Regions from separate parts of the Sus scrofa genome. Here region 1 is linked to region 2. A link is a contact called in public HiChIP or PLAC-seq data. All regions are on one chromosome and are shown on one strand. Each heading gives the region's core, a stretch centred on a gene start, on an enhancer-like site or on the middle of the called end of the contact. The rest is flanking DNA. Distances are from core to core; before and after follow the strand shown. Region 1 holds the start of MX1 (myxovirus (influenza virus) resistance 1, interferon-inducible protein p78 (mouse)). Region 2 holds the start of MX2 (myxovirus (influenza virus) resistance 2 (mouse)).

Region 1 (3,504 bases), core at 230-2,729, 44 kb after region 2:
GCCTGGGAACCTCCATATGCTGCGGGTGTGGCCTTAAATAAAAAAGACAAAAAATAAAAAATTTAAATTTAAAAAAAGCACAAAATGCATCAACTTGAGTTGGCTGGTTTTCTTTAATTCACAGTAATCTTTTGACGTTCCAACTACCTGATTTTTGTTGCAAAAATCCTTGTAAATCCCAGCTGCTCCTAGACCTCTTTGGAGCAGCCCTCATCCCTGAGCTATCTGAGAAGCTGTCTTTCAGGGTACGTCCTGGACAAATTCTCCACTCATAAGTTATGCAGTGATTTTGACCCCAGCACTTAGAACCAGAGCAGCTTCTAGGTGTCTGTGGGGCAGCCGAGATCCTTCCGAATCCCAGGATTCTTTAGGGGGAGGAGGCTTGTTGTCAGGGCTTGTTAGCTAAGAGAATGGAGGTGCCGTGCCAGCCCCTTCCAAAAAATAATGTCACCCCCCACCCACAGAGCCTTCACAGGGAGGGCCACTCTGGGGTCTACCCAACCTCAGCGCCCCCATTTCCATCTTGACGACATCAGAGAGCTAAATTTCAGGGAGGGTGCCATGAGTTTGAGAATCGCTACTGGTGCTGGAATGTTCTCAGTGAACCTGCGGCAGATTGGTTTTGGGTTTGTTTTGGTTTTAGTTTTGGTTTTTTTAGAGCAGCACCTGGGGCATATGGAAGTTCCCAGGCTAGGGGTGGAATCAGAGCTGCAGCTGCCAGCCTGCGCTGCAGCTGCCGCAACACAGAATCCCAGCCACATCCATCCGCGACCGAAGCTGCAGCTTGTGGAAATATGGGATCCTTAACCCATAGAGCCGAGCCCAGGGATCTAACCCGCATCTCCATGAATACCAGTCCGGGTTCATAACCCGCTGAGCTGAATAGCAGCAGGAACTCCTACAGCAGGTTTTGTTTGTTTGTTTTGTTTTTTTAATTGTTATTTCCCCAATACAATTTTTTTTTTCTACTGGACAGCATGGTGACCCAGTTACACATGCATGTACAGATTCTCATGCTCCATCATAAGCGACTAGACACAGTTCCCAGGGCTACACAGCAGGATCTCACTGCTGATCCATTCCAAAGGACAGCAGGGTTTTAAGACACCCAAATGGCGCTTGCATCTATTCAGAAGACCAGGGGTGAAGGGATCGGCTAAGGGTTCAAAGCTACCTTCAGCTTTTGGATGACCTGGGGCTTGTTAGAGCCGCGGTTCTCACAGTGCCAGAACCTTCAGAAGGGCCCGACACCACTCAGGTAGCTGGGCCCTGTGCCCGAGCAGCAGGTCTGGGCGGACCCAAGAATCTGCATTTCCCGCGAGCTCCCAAGGATGCTGTGGGTGCAGGAAGCTCCCCCCGACCCCCACTCGCTCGCGCCAGACGCCTCTAGGTTTCGTTTCTAACGCGCAGCCCTCCTTCCCGGGCAGTTCCGGGGAGTTTCGTTTCCCCGCGGCTGGGGGCGGGCTCAGGGCAGGGGGCGGGGCTCGCGCGGCAGAAAAGCGGAGGAGCAGCCAGACCCCGGCGCTGGTCACCGCACCGGGGACGGGTAAGTGTGGCGCGCCTGGGTCTGGGGGCCCACCGGCCGGCCAGGGGCCTCGGAGAAGGCATTTGGGCGACGGGCTAGGCAGTCGGGCGCGGGCATCGTAGGATCAATAGCAAAAATGATCCTCATTAATAGCGATGATGACAGGATGATGGCGACGGCAGTGAGAGTAATAAGAGCAGTGGCCGTGCTGGCCGGGCTCAGAGCACCCGATGCTACTTTCCCACCGACAGGCTGCTGAGGATCCTGGGTGACGCATCAAAAACAGCCTCCCTCCCCGCCCCCTGCAGCTGGCGGCTTTTCTGCCTGAGGGGGTGCACAGGTGCAGGGGATGCGGGCAGAAGGTCTCCGAGGGAGCTGGTTCAGGGGGGCGCCCTGAGAAAGTTTCACAGCCGCTGCTGCGTGGCCTTCCAGCCCCCTCCAAAAGCCGACCATCGCTTGATATGCGGGTTTATTATGTTGCCTGCTAATGAGGGCAAACCAGACAGGTCCGCGGCCCGGGGATTCCCTGAAAGCACGTGGACCAGGGGTCTTCACCAAACCTGAGCAGAGGGAGGTGAAAGCGGAGGTGAGAGCGGAGGTTCTCCGCTAGGAGTTTTTGGAAACCCTAGCAGCCCTGCCTGGAAAGAAGAGGCATGCGCAGAAACGCCCTGCGCGGAGGGCCCTTAACCCAGGGGATGCGCAGGTACCCAGAGTCTCCCTTCCCCCGGAGCTTGTGCAGCGGCGGGATGCGACCGGGTCGGGTGGGCACGCTTAGTTTTCGGTATAGAGGAAGGTAGGACAGTCCTGGGGGCTTCCGAGACCGCCACCCCCACCGTGAGTGCCAGCTGAGCTGCGCAAGTGGGATTCTCAGAATTATTCAGATTTTAAACCAACTTTCTGCTGGAGGTAGGAACAAGTGATCCTAACCCCCCCACCCCCAGCTGTCATGTCCCCAGACGGCTCTCCAAATGTCCACGACTTCTTTCTGCTTCGGGAGAGCTGCTGGCCAGGACGCCCCACCCCCTTTACCCCCGCCCTTCCGGAGGTCCTTTGGACCAGTCTTCCAATTTCTTTCTCATTTCCCTTCTCTCCACCTCCAGACGCACAGCTCAGCGTGATGTGATAGCGTTAGGTCTCAAGAATAAGATACTCTCCCTTTTAATCATGCTACCGAGCCTAAGCTCCTTCTGCTGGCCCCACCACAGGCCAATCAGTCCGGAGGCGAGGGGTTGGGGCCAGGAATGACTTGATTCTGAAAGCCGGATGTCAGAGAAGGTGATGGACTAATGTCCAAGAGAAGCATCTTCCCAGCATCAGGATGTTGGTTTCTTTTATAGAACAAAGAAAGGAGGAGGTAAAGCAGAAAGGCCATTGCAAATATCTCCTGGTTTTGGCCAGACACTGGGCAAGGGCATGTGTTAATTTCTCCTTTCCTTGGCCGTTCACAGGTGGGCTGGGTCCGGATGCGTCCTGTGAGCTGAACAAAGATAATTTAGATTTACATTCAGGCTGGGGGAGGGGCAAGCTTCTCAGGGATGGGCCATTATGTTTATTTTAAGCTATAGGCAGCATCCTTTAACGGTTAACTTGTAGCAAAAGCAAGAGGATGCAAAGGTTAAAGTAAAAGAAACAAATCTAATACAGAGTCCGATCTGTTATTCCCTAATCCCACCATAAACAGTTTGAAATGTCAGTGAGTTTGGGGAAGCCCAAACAGTTTCATCAGAAAAACGAAATCTAAGTCTTGAGAGGATTCACCAGACTGAATTTTGTGGGGCAAGTTGCAGACCCTGAATCCCAGGATTTTCTAGAACTTGCTTGGTAGGCGCTCCTTATTAAGGCTGGGGAGGAGGGATGCTGACCTCCCCCCACTCCCCTCCCCTGCCAGCTCTGCTCCTCCCGGTGGACTGGGCTAAGGAAACCCTTACGGGATAGAAACCCTCTGGGCGACACTTTGATGCCCTCCCTACCCTCCCAGG
Region 2 (3,399 bases), core at 841-3,340:
ACAAGACCAAAAGTGCCCTGATGTCAGCGGTGGGCTCTGCGTGGTGATAGCGTGGCAGCGTGGGTTGGGGAGTGTGACAGGTGGAGCCCTCTGGGGCTGGGGGTGGGTGGGTGACTGTGGGGAGGCTGGGCATGGATGGGGCAGGGACTCTGCGGGAACCCTCTGTACCTTCCTCTCAATTTTGCTGTGAACCTGAAAGTGCTCTGAAAAATAAAGTATATTACCAAAAAAAAAGAAAGAAAAAACAAAACTGCCAAGGAGTCCGAGACTGAGATGGGCAAGCACCCCTGAGCACCTGTCCTACAAAGCCAGACCTGGTGAGGAAATGAGCTGAAGCCCCGCCCCCTCCCCAGCGCGGCCCCGCCCCCTCCCCAGCGTGGCCCCGCCCCTCCGTTCCCAGGGCCTGGAAGGGCTCCCCCTCCCTCCCTGGGAGCTTCAGCCCTGGAGAAGGCAGGCAGTTCCTGACCGCGTAGCGTCCGTATCACCAGGGTTACCAAAAGCCCAGGAACTTTTGATACAACAAAAAGCAGGAAGTGCGTTTGTGCCTGACCGAGGAAGGGGTGTCACCGGCTGGGACCCTCCACCACTCGGGAGCCCTTGGTCTCCCTGTAGCCCAGATGGTGGCACTATCCAGGCCAGGCCTGGCCTGTCCCTTGTCCACGGGGACCGTGCAGGGGGCTGACATGCTCTTAGCATCTGCCTGTGATGGGTCCCCATCGTCACGCCCACTGGAGCAGGCAGGACCTGGGCAGTGAAGAGTCAGGGGGTTTCCACCCCAAGTGCCTCTGCTGCTTCGCTCCGCTGGGACGCTTGCCTGTCTGCAGGCTCCCTGGTCCCTCCATGTCATCGATCCGGGGAGACGGTCACATGGTCTCCTCTGTGTGGTTGAGGGGCGGCTGAGGGTGAGTGCAGTCTGGGGGCTGTAGGAGCCCACAGGCCAGCCCTTCCTCTCAAGGAAGCAGCTCTATCGAGCGCGGGGGTTGTGGGGCGCTTCACCATGCTCCCTGCTGCCTGCCCCACCCGGGAGCTGAGCAGCCCAGCGCTTTGATGTTGCAGGGATGAGGGTGCATCGGAGGGGATGCAGGGACCAGCGAGTGTCACTCTGTTCTTTCCAGAACAGTAGGCTCCCCGCCCTGTTACAGAAACCATCCGTAGTGAAACGGAAACGCTAGCTATCTCAGCGTGCCATCAGCTGCCCAGTCTTCCTGGGCCCTCCCCCTCTGCCCCCCCCCCGCCCCCCTCTGGATGAGCCGGGCTTTAGATCCTCCAGAAGGCTGACTCTGAAAACTCTCCCTGTGACCTCCTGATGCCGGGATTGGCAAACCATTTCTTATAAGCCTCTGAGTTCCTTCCTTAAAAGAAAACCTGTCCACAAGTAAAGTGAATGAGCATGGAAGTGCCCAGAACGTGTCTTCTTAATTTATGATGTTTTTGTTTTGCAAGGATCTGGGGTGAAGCTGAGACCAAGGTGTCACTCCCCGCACCCCCTTCTCCCCTCCCTGGGATTCAAATGCCTGACACGACACCCTGGATTCAGGGATTCCATCACAGGGCAGAGGGAGCTTTGCCCCCCGACCCCAGGTTGCACACCTAGAGTTTTGCAGGTGAAGCAAGTGGGGCTGAGTTCCCAGCCAGGACTCTAAGGGCCAGGAACCATCCCGAGTGTAAGCGTGTGCACTGTGGGAGCAGGGCACTGTGGGGAGCTGGGGCCGCCCCTTCTTTGGGTCCTCAGCACTGAACACGGGGAGAGGGTGACAGCACAGAGCAGCATGGCACGCCTCCACCATCTCAGAAAGCCCTGCTGGACCTAACTGGCTGGATCTCTCCGCCTCCCTGAGAACCTGTTAGCAGTGCAGATGGTCGGGCACCTGCGCCTCACAGGGCAGGGGCGGGGGCGGGGGTCTGGCCCCGTGAGCCCACCTGATGCAGCCAGAGTCAGAAGACAGAGGCTGAGTAATGGGAAAGTCTTTTGATTCTTGAGTTTCATTTCTGGGGCAGGCTGTTAGTTTCATTTCCTTCCCCACTGGAAAGGGAGGTACACCAAGGAGAGCCTGTCCTATAAAAGGGAAGCCAAGCCCGGGGGGACGAGCCATAGATGCTGTGCTGGTCTCCATACGTTCAGCGGGTGCTCAGGTAAGAGCTCGGTCCCTGGACGGAGGGCTGCAGCCCAGACCTTTCTTCTAGAAGCATTTCCTGGTCAGTGCGGCTTCTGCCAGAGGCGAGAAACAGGTAAATTTCTGAAGCTGCTCGTTTTGACTCTGGCCCCCAGCCCCCGCTTCGGGAAGAGGGCACATTCTGGAGGGGAAATGACCGGTCTGGGAGCTGTCTTCCCAAATCTGGCCAGGGGCCTGTGGTCACAAAGAAGTGGCTTTGGGTACTTCCGTGGCAGATACCGTACCTGGGGTGGGCAGAGGACTCTGCTCTGTGGTCTAGTGGTTTATAAGAATTGTCCTAAGTATATAGTCACCGTGACCCACCTCTTAGCTAGTAAAACTGTGCTGCTTTTTTGAAAGTTGCTGAGAGCAGATGTTCAGAATCTGTATCCTAAGAAAAAAATGTTTGAGGAGAGGTGGTGACTTGTCATGGTGATTGTTTCACAACAAAGACAGGAAAAAAGAGAAATCTGGGAGTTCCCCTGGTGGCTCAGCGGGTGAAGAACCCGACCTGAGTCCGTGAAGATGCCGGTTTGATCCCTGGCTCCGGCTCGGTGGGTTAAGGATCCAGCCTTGCCGTGAGCTGTGGTGTAGATCGCAGACGCGCCTCGGATCTGGCGTGGCTGCGGCTGCCGCCAGCAGCTACAGCTCTGATTCGACCCCGAGCCTGGGAACTTCCATATACTGCAGGTTCAGCCCTCCCCCACCCCCAAAAAAGAGAAAAAATAAAAAAGAAATGTATTCTTTGGCCTTCGCGGGTGCCTGACACAGTCTGCCAAACTCTAGGAAGTAAGGAGCGCACAGGCTCGGGTTACGAGAACAGATGACTTTAGGTCCTGTGGTTATGTTAATGCGATGGGGGCTGGGGACCTGGAGGAGGAGTCACGTGGTTGACGGCTGGAACCTTCAGTTCTTCCCCCAACCTCCGGGCGGGCAGAGGGGCTGGAACTTGATCTCTGATGGCCAGCGAGCTAATCAGTCATCAGTCTTGTCTCCGAAGAAGCCTTCTGAAAGCCCACCAGGGAAGGGGCAGGTGAGCACACCGAGTCGGGGGAGGGGCTCTCCGGAAAGCTTGGAAGCCCCGTGCCCTGCCCGACCTGCCTCTGCATCTTCCGTCTGGCCGTTCTTGAGTTACATCCGTTTATAATAAACCCGTGATCTAGTAAGTGAAAGGTTTCTCTCGGCTCTAGCAAATTATTTGAACCCCAGGAGGGGGTCGTAGGAACCTCTGATCAATACATGGTCC

Evidence for each region. HiChIP or PLAC-seq counts read pairs in DNA pulled down with a chosen protein or histone mark.
Region 1: a contact with region 2 is called in an H3K27ac HiChIP or PLAC-seq map of alveolar macrophages. The contact joins the promoter of MX1 here to the promoter of MX2 in region 2. A contact is called at or near these places in 9 of 47 Hi-C or Micro-C datasets (alveolar macrophages, blood, heart right ventricle and 3 more) and 2 of 2 datasets of contacts at active chromatin or transcription factors (alveolar macrophages and skeletal muscle).

Annotation. Positions count from the first base shown.
Region 1 is chr13:204,841,570-204,845,073 of Sscrofa11.1, forward strand. It overlaps MX1 (myxovirus (influenza virus) resistance 1, interferon-inducible protein p78 (mouse)), which reads left to right and starts at 1,480. Exons shown (of 17, transcript NM_214061.2): 1 at 1,480-1,546.
Region 2 is chr13:204,796,543-204,799,941 of Sscrofa11.1, forward strand. MX2 (myxovirus (influenza virus) resistance 2 (mouse)) reads left to right here and starts at 2,091. Exons shown (of 8, transcript NM_001097416.1): 1 at 2,091-2,229. FAM3B (protein FAM3B) reads left to right here. Exons shown (of 8, transcript XM_021071007.1): 8 at 1-250.